Linked DNA regions of Mus musculus: all the other regions are linked to region 1. A link is a contact called in public Hi-C data. All regions are on one chromosome and are shown on one strand. Each heading gives the region's core, a stretch centred on a gene start, on an enhancer-like site or on the middle of the called end of the contact. The rest is flanking DNA. Distances are from core to core; before and after follow the strand shown.

The links. Hi-C and Micro-C count contacts between places; a contact is called where the count stands out from the background.
Region 2: a contact with region 1 is called in a Hi-C map of the N1E-115 cell line, with 6 times the contacts expected there. The contact joins the promoter of Marchf11 here to the enhancer-like site in region 1. A contact is called at or near these places in 6 of 39 promoter capture datasets (cranial neural crest, frontonasal cranial neural crest, hippocampal neurons and 2 more), 1 of 484 Hi-C or Micro-C datasets (the N1E-115 cell line) and 1 of 115 datasets of contacts at active chromatin or transcription factors (forebrain).
Region 3: a Hi-C map of the N1E-115 cell line shows a contact between it and region 1, with 4 times the contacts expected there. The contact joins two enhancer-like sites. A contact is called at or near these places in 2 of 484 Hi-C or Micro-C datasets (the N1E-115 cell line and palatal mesenchyme).

What each region holds. Positions count from the first base shown.
Region 1 is chr15:27,230,770-27,233,479 of GRCm38.p6, forward strand. No RefSeq gene overlaps it. Among named protein-coding and RNA genes, the nearest start is that of Gm23903, 170 kb to the left of the region's middle. Within about 2 kb of position 1,377, at least 8 of the 459 cell types and tissues checked have an H3K27ac peak or open chromatin away from gene starts, as enhancers often do. A contact at or near this core is called in the N1E-115 cell line, where this site is marked.
Region 2 is chr15:26,307,719-26,310,428 of GRCm38.p6, forward strand. It overlaps Marchf11 (membrane associated ring-CH-type finger 11), which reads left to right and starts at 1,330. Exons shown (of 4, transcript NM_177597.6): 1 at 1,330-2,074. The coding sequence starts at 1,544.
Region 3 is chr15:26,716,666-26,719,375 of GRCm38.p6, forward strand. The region is part of intron 2 of Fbxl7 (F-box and leucine-rich repeat protein 7); the gene reads right to left. Among named protein-coding and RNA genes, the nearest start is that of Gm52205, 53 kb to the left of the region's middle. Within about 2 kb of position 1,331, at least 39 of the 459 cell types and tissues checked have an H3K27ac peak or open chromatin away from gene starts, as enhancers often do. A contact at or near this core is called in the N1E-115 cell line, where this site is marked.

The sequences.
Region 1 (2,710 bases), core at 127-2,626:
AAAGGTCAGGTGGGGTTGGAGGTAGGAACATTCATGTGGAGAGAGGAGGTGGGGAGGAGGAATGGGATGTGGAACAGTCAGAGGGTGGATTGGGATGGGTGGGAAGGTTGAAAAATGGAGCATACAAAAGTAAATAAATAAATTGAGGGATGTTAAGGCAATGAAGCAGAACAGAACTCCATTGCAGCATGAAGTCCTCAGGACACGAAATCCTCAGGCAGTCCTCAACCAAGCCACACCCATCATGGCTGTGCTAACCAGCAGGCCATGTGCCATGAGTTCTAAAGCCATTTGTCACTCCTTCTTCATGGCCCTCTGCATGAGGTAATCCTCCCCATGCAGAGCACACTAATCGGTTGCCCCTTGCCCAACAATCAGCCTTGAAAACATAGATATAACTAATATATATGGCTCAGCAGGTCATATATAGTGCTACCTATGTATATGCAAATACATATATGTATGTCGTAACAATTAATGAAAACAAGAAGCCATGAATCTGAAGGAGAGGGAGGTGTAATATAGAGAAGGATTTTGAGGGAGGAAATGGAAGGGGAAAACACTGCAATTAAATGATAATCTCAAACAAATAAACAAAAAAAGAAGGCAGAAGGTCCTCTATAGACCCATGACATGTCATCATCGATATTATTATGATGATATCGATTCTCTAAGTTAGGTTGACTCAATAAACTGAGATGCAAATGAACATCATAATTTAGTGTTCTGAGTAAGAACTCCTGTCATTCATAATTCAGTGTTCTGAGCAAGACCTCCTGTTGTAAACATTTATCTTGAGAGACGCTTTTCTTATGACTGTACATGAGATCAAAACTTGGCAAAGAAGGGAGTTGTGTGGTCTCGGGTGATGAATGAGCCACAAATCACAAACCCATGGTCCTAAGCAGAGACTATCAACTTCCCAAACTGAAGAAACAACATTTTCATTTTCTTTCCGGCTTTCAGGGCTTTTCTAAAAGCATTAAAACTCTAGAGTAAATATGAAGTGTCTCCTTCGGATAAAAAGCAAGGCAAGTGCAGGAAAGAACAATTATAAAAACAGTTATCACAAGAAATAGATTGTGTAGAGTAATATAGCTTGCTGAAAACATAGCAGCATCCCAAATTCTGTGTGTTTGAAGTGGGAAAAAAATTTCATCCTCCCTCGACTCTACCTAGGTAGGGCCTCACCTACATGACTAAGAGAGCAGTTCACCACATAGAGAAGTAGGAAGGGCATGGGGGCAGAGTGGAGAGGGCCTGAAAAAGTGACAGGTGAATGGCCAACTCCTGCTTCTCTAACAAGCCTGAGTGCTGTGCCACCACAGGTCATCTTCTGCATCTGTCCCTTGTACTTCCCTGACTATCTTGAGTCCTTCCTGCCACTTGTGTACTCAGAGAGTGCCAGTCTTCTCCCTTGGGAGCGATCTGCTCCAGTATTGGCCCTGGCTAGTGTGCTGGGTTTGAGCCTGCCTTTGGCAGCCTAGTCTCCTGAGTGTAAGCTTGGGCTCTGTCATGCTTCCAATTGTCCCTATGAGAGGACTTCAGTAAATTGCTCAGATCCCCCATGTACCTACCTAAAAGAGACCGTCGATCTTATTTATTCCACGGGCTGGGAAAGGAAATGGCTAACGCATAAGCACGTAGCACACAGTGTACAACACCGTGAGTGTCCCACAACTGCTAGCTAATCAAGCGAGTCTGAGTCACACTCTTCTCAGATGACAGATGCTTACAGACAGAGGATCAGAGCCTCAGCACAGCTTACCTGACCATCTTAACATGAGCCCCCAAATAATTCTCTATGGTTTTTTCTTCATTCTCTGTGCTCCAGCCCAGGTACCCCATCAGCTGTGTCCATGGTGATATCTGGCAATCAAAACTTCCCATACACCATCTCCTCCCCCCTTTTTTTTCTGCTCATACACCTACTTCTGACTAAATTCTGACCATCCAAAAACACCTTTTAAAACCCAGCATGGCCTCTGTGATACAAATCATGTGCCGCGGCATCAGTTACGTTCGCTCTTGCATCCTCAGAGCCATGAGTCAGGCAAAATATATATACAGACACAAGTCACCCAAAACCACCCAAACAGTTTCACTCTGTGATGCTTGTTCTTACTGGAAATGTGCCAACAATTTGCCTCTAAGACATCAAGACTGAAAGAAGGAAACATAAGATGGTGCATGAAGTCCCAGCATGCACTAGCACAGAACAGTAAACGTGTTAAGAAGGGGAAGCGACAGCCAGCCCTGGGGACCCATGACTCACACAGTGAAGCAGAGTTACAGGCAGTTTGCAATCTCTCTGGTTTCCGATACAGAACTCACCTCAGCCCACAGGTTTAGCATGAAGTTCCCACTGAAACGAAAGCAACTGTATTTACACTATCCTTATTTCATTCTCTCCGGTGTTAAAAACACTATGTCCTCTTAACCTATTGTCTTTAAAAAAAAAATTACCTCCTTCTGAATGCAAAGTAAGCAGCAGCTATTGCTACACTGAAACCACTTGAAAGGCAACATGGGATGTCCTGTCCACTTGATTTCACAGTTTTCTAACAACCAAGCAAAGCAATGTCAGGAGCATTAATAGCATCCTGCAATTGACAGGAGTTAAACTTTCTTAACTTATTTCTAACTAGCTTCAGTTCTTCCCTGATTATAATTTTTAACGGAAATGACTTAATGAATCTGTCATTTTAAA
Region 2 (2,710 bases), core at 80-2,579, 920 kb before region 1:
CATGCTACAGAACTATTTTAAAGAAGATGAAGAAAGGATTGTGTGTGAATGCTGGTATATGTTCATGTGCCCATCACCCTGGCGCGCGCACGCGCACGCAAACACACACACACACACACACACACACACACACACACACACACACTGGTGTCAGATCTATGGACAGTCCTTAAATAGGCTGGTGACCTTGAACTTAGTTTGCCTATCTGGTCCTAGGTCTTCAGCTATGAAATGTGGCCAATAAGGAATGTTTTAGGGCCAGTCACTTCTGTCAAAGTCATTAAGACTCCACTTCAGTGATAAGTCACAATTGATTTGCATGGACACCTTGCAGGGTAAAACCCCAATAACCTAAGAGTTCAGACTGCTGGGTTTGGAACAGAAGGCCAGAGCACAGGAGCACAGTACCCTACTGGAAAGGGGTGGGGAGAGAGAGGAAGAGGGAGAGAAAAGGTAGGGAGGGGTAGGGAGGGAGGAGAGAGGAGGCCGGGGAGAGGGAGAGAGAGGGAGAGAGGGAGGAGAGACTGGGGGTGGGGGGTGGATGAGGGTGGAGGCAGGCTGAGTCAAGGTTGTAACCACTTTTCCTGGGAAGGACGCAGCAATATTTGTGCAAGCATGAAGGAGACCCACAAGCCACAGAATGGAGCATTGCAACCCTCCAACCTCGGACGCATCGAAAATTTTTACAAATCCAGGATGTATATATTCAGGAGAGGGAGACAGGGGGATTGGGCATTCCCAGGATGACAAAGGTTTCAGAGGCTTCTGCTTGAAGACTTTTGAGATGCAGAGTCCTCTGAAGAAGAGAGGACTGGGATCCCCAAAACAACAGTGGAGCAAAGAGCAGCTACAGCATCTGTCCTCAAGAGTCCTTTCCTGCGTGCCTCTGTTCACAGGGATGCCTACCTCGCCCTCATCCTTACTCCCACGCGGGTCTCTGCTTGGCCCACCGCGCCCCCACCCGGCGGGTTTCTCGGAATTCCCCCAGATCCACCCAGTAACGGTTTTTGGATCGGCAGCTTCCGACCCCTCCCCCTTTTCCTTTCTCACTGGAGCCGCAGTACCGCGCGCTTCTGCGAGGGGCAATCCGCCCCGGAACCGACGTGAGCGGCCCGGGGCGGGGTTAGTGGAAGCGGCCCAGGAATCCCCCAGTTCCAGCAGGGTCCTCTCGGCACCCCACACCTCTCTCTCACGCACGACTTGCCTACCCCCATCCCCCAGTCCAGTGCTTGTTCCCAGCCTCCTTGCCCAGCTCTGCGCTCCTCCCCGCCTCCCATCCCCACCCCCGCGCGCCTGGCACGGGCAGCCGAACTCGGCGCCGCCTCCATCAGAGCCGAGCCGGCGGCTCCGCTGAACAGCCGCCTCTGCGGCCGCCGCGCCGGTCCTCCGCGTCCTCTCCTGGTCCCGCCTTCCTAGTCCCTTCGCCCCGGTTCCCCTTCCCACCCTCTTCCCTCCTCCCTCTCCAGCCTTCCTCTGCGCTCTCTGGCTGCAGTCCGCGCCCGGCCCGCCACCGGGCGGGCAGGAGGACGGCGGCGACTCCACCATGAGCGACGAGGGCAAAAAACGGTCTAGCCGGGCGGACAGCCTCGAAGCTGAGCCACCTCTGCCCCCGCCGCCCCCACCCCCGCCTCCGGGAGAGTCGGTCCTGGTCCCCACCTCCCCACGCTACCGGCCGCCGCTGCCCGCGCCTCTGGAGCGCATCGTAGGGTCGGGCGAGCCGCCGGTAGAACTGGCCCCTCGGCGCAAGGGCGCAGGAGAGCCTCTACCGCCGCTGCCGCCGTCTCTGTTGCCCGGCGACCAGGAGGTGACAGCGGCGGGCGACTCCTGCGAAGGTCCTAGGCGCCTTCCAGAGGTGAAGCTCCCCGAGGCTGCGACGGGGAAAGGCAGCCCGGGGGAGCCCGAGGCCGGCGCGTGCCGGGAGGGCGAGCGGCGAGGCACCGGAGACCAGCCCGAAACACGCTCCGTATGTAGCAGCCGCAGCAGCAGTAGTGGCGGCGGTAGCGACCAGCGCTCGGGGCACCAGCACCAGCACCATCAGCCCATTTGCAAGATCTGCTTCCAGGGCGCAGAGCAGGTAAGGCCAGAGGGACCCCAGGTCTGCAGGCGGTGAGTCCTGGACCTGGACCGCAAGGGTAGAGCTTTCAGCACCACGGACAGCGCACGCCCCACAACTGAGCTTCCCTCTCCAGTTCTCTTTCTGAGAAGGCTGATAAAGTGTTCTGGTGGCCAATACAGAAGTAAATTAACCTACACCTTTTCTCTCTACCTTATTTTGAAGTCAGGTACTCCTAGGTACTATAATGGTAACATCATCAAGCGTTTCTTGTGAATTACTCAAAGGATTTTAGTTTATAAGTAGATTCAAGCCAGGTCTCTTTTCTGTTAATGTATCCAGAGAACTTAGTTTCAGAATACAAATGAGGCTGGGGATAAGTCATGCTACATCAATACCAATATGAGGTATGCAATACCAATATGCAATACCAAAAAAGGGTGGGTTTTTTATTACAAATTTTTAATGAGAAAGGTGCTACAGTTCTTGCAAAAGGAAGTACTTGAACAGAAAGGGTATCTTAGCCAATTGATGTCCTTGATGCTTTGTTAGAAATGCATTTTTAAAATTATAAGCATCATTAGAGTCACGTACAAACTTCCACAAGAACCATCATGCAGGGGAAATGAGAATGCATCTCCCTTGCAAAGTGTGTGA
Region 3 (2,710 bases), core at 81-2,580, 510 kb before region 1:
CCTCGGAATAAACTAAGATCTTATCATGGTAGAAGTCATCACTGCCAACATTCTCAAAAACTGGAGCTCATAAAATACCACAAACAAAAGGGCATCAACACTCATTTAATGAACATTTTCTATTAGAAATCTAACAGTGATTTTTAAAAAAATGTCATAAGCAATGCGTTAAAGCACCCGAGAAATGCCACTGAGTATGGGAAATATCAATAAAACAAAGAGATACACAGGATAAACGAGGTTTTATATCCAGGTAAAAGTAAGTAAACATAGTATTTAAGATTCTAGGTTGTATCTGGAAACCCTTCTAATTCACAATAATCCCCTTGTATCCTCTCAAATCGATGCATGCATAGGATTTGGTGGGAGGAAGAATTGTAATTCAAAGGGCAACTTAAAAGCATGATAATCTCATTTGATGTTTCAGAAACATTTAATTGCAGTTATCTATTGTTGGTAGTAGTGATGGATCCCAGGCCTCTCATAAGTGGTGGAGCGCAAGGAAAGTGCAGCCGAGTGGCTGTGTCTCCATCTCAGAAGAGCATCATCCATCCCAGGATGAAAGGAGCCTTGAGTGGAATGTATTCAGGAAGGCAAGGAGAAGCAAGATAAGCCCAGGGATGCCAGAAAAGTCTGCAAGATGGCCCCAGCTCTAGGGAGGCATGTCTCTTCCACAGGAAACAAAACTTTGCAGGGTGTCTGTATCGCAAGGAAATCAGTCTCAGGCTCAAACCTGGCATACTAATAGTTAAAGAAATCGTCTGCTGTCAGACACAGTGGTTATGTGCACATCCTGTTCCCTGAGAGAACTTCCACTGCCTTCCACAAAGCAAAAGAGCCTAAAAGGCCAGCGTTGAATTCCAGTTCTGCCTCTTAAGTGCTGTGGGATAATCTCCCTAAAGGTGATGGCAGGGACTGAGACCGTACTCGACATAGCGATGGACACACAGTGAAGAAATCCTACAGACATGTCTTTCTCATTAGTTGTTAAGAAATTGTCTTCGTTCTGCATACAATTTGGCCACTAAAAATTGCATCATGGATGAGAGAGGACCACATGAAATGTGCACCCCTCCCTAAAGGACAGTTACTACTTAATGGTGGAAAGGGTTTCCTTGTAGTCGAGTGGTGTAGCCACTGACATGTGGTCTATGTTGTAGTAAATAATCCATCCACACTTTGGCAGGAAACTCTAAGTGAGCTCAGCAGGTCACACACGAAGAAGACATGAAAGTAGGAGACGGTCTTGTTGAGGAGGAGGGGGACGACTGGTGAGAAATCACCCTGTCTGTGGTGGGTGAAAAATGGACAGGTATTCTCCTACTCTTCTACAGTCAGCGATGGGCCGCCAGCCTTTGCAGCCTGTCTCGGGAGGGCTACTTTGTCTGAAAGAGCTGCCCAGTCAGAGTATATTCAGCCAAGGTCCTTCCCAAGCTGCGGCTGTTTCAGCCTTGACACAGAGCAAGCTGGGGAGTGCAGATAAAAGCAGTGCACTCTGACACTGTTGTCTTTAAATGTTCTTCCCTCGAGGGATCCACCACCACTGGCTTCCCTTGCTTTCCAACCTAGGCGTCCAGGGAGAATCTGCCATGGGAAGCAGTTTCAGGGGGTGTGGATAATTCCTCTTCATGCAAGGCCCAAAGGAAAAGTCGCTGAGGGTGAGCAGAATGAGCATAGTGCAAACTTCAAGGTCATCTCCCCTTTGGCTTTTGGTTCTAAGCGCGAAACTGTTATTAGTCACAAGTCTAAACAGCAATTCTAATCCCAGCCTCTAAAGTAAGGGGTTAAAGGCTCAGACAGCAATTTCTGTTTTTGTTTATTTTCGTACAGGTCTGTTGCCTATGCTTAAATGTTCTTGTTAAATCTCTCTGTTTTATAGCTAATCACATTTTTATAGCAGGCATGAAGCTCTCTCCACAAGGCCCTTGCTGAGCTTTTCCTGTAAATCAAAACCTTGCCTGACTGTTCTTCTGGCTGGCAGGGGAACAGGGTGAATTTTACCATTTATGGTTGTAAAGACCAACCAGACTTTTTTTTTTTCTTTTCTTTTCTTTTTTTTTTCTTTTTGTTTCTTTTAATGTTTTTCCCCACTCAGCCCCCTCCCTTCCTCTGGCCTTCAGATGTATATTCCAGGCTGAGCTGAGACCTGTATGAATAGATTATTTCATTTCTTACCACGGAACATTAATAAAGGTGTCAACAAGACAGAGGACGCTTGGCCTGCATTCCTCTGTCGCAGATCTATTCCTCGAGGGCAGACTGCTGTTGGTTGAAAAAAACATGATCTGCTCAGCTTCTGGAAACTGACCTCCAGAGTCTATTTGAAATATTAGTGCACCTTTTTAGTGAGCTATATTTATAAAGAACACAGGACACTTAAAGAAGCTGTGTCTTCTTAGACTATTTTCGTCTGGGCATCCCCATGACCACATGTCTGTGGCAGGAAAGAACAAAGGGAGTCTGTGGCCTGCACCCTTTTCCTGGCTGAAGGGATCTGGACATAGGGTACACTTCTAGAGTTTATACTAGTGCTTTAAAAAAATGTTCCATGTTCTCCTAGCTATGTTAAGAGTAAGACAAAAGGATAGGCTGGAATATAGACCAATGGTAAAGACTGTATTCAGCATATTTAAAGCTCTGTGCTCAATTCTCAGCCCCAGGAGGAAGGAGAAAAAGGGAGAGTGTTTCACCATGATTGCATGTAGCACCT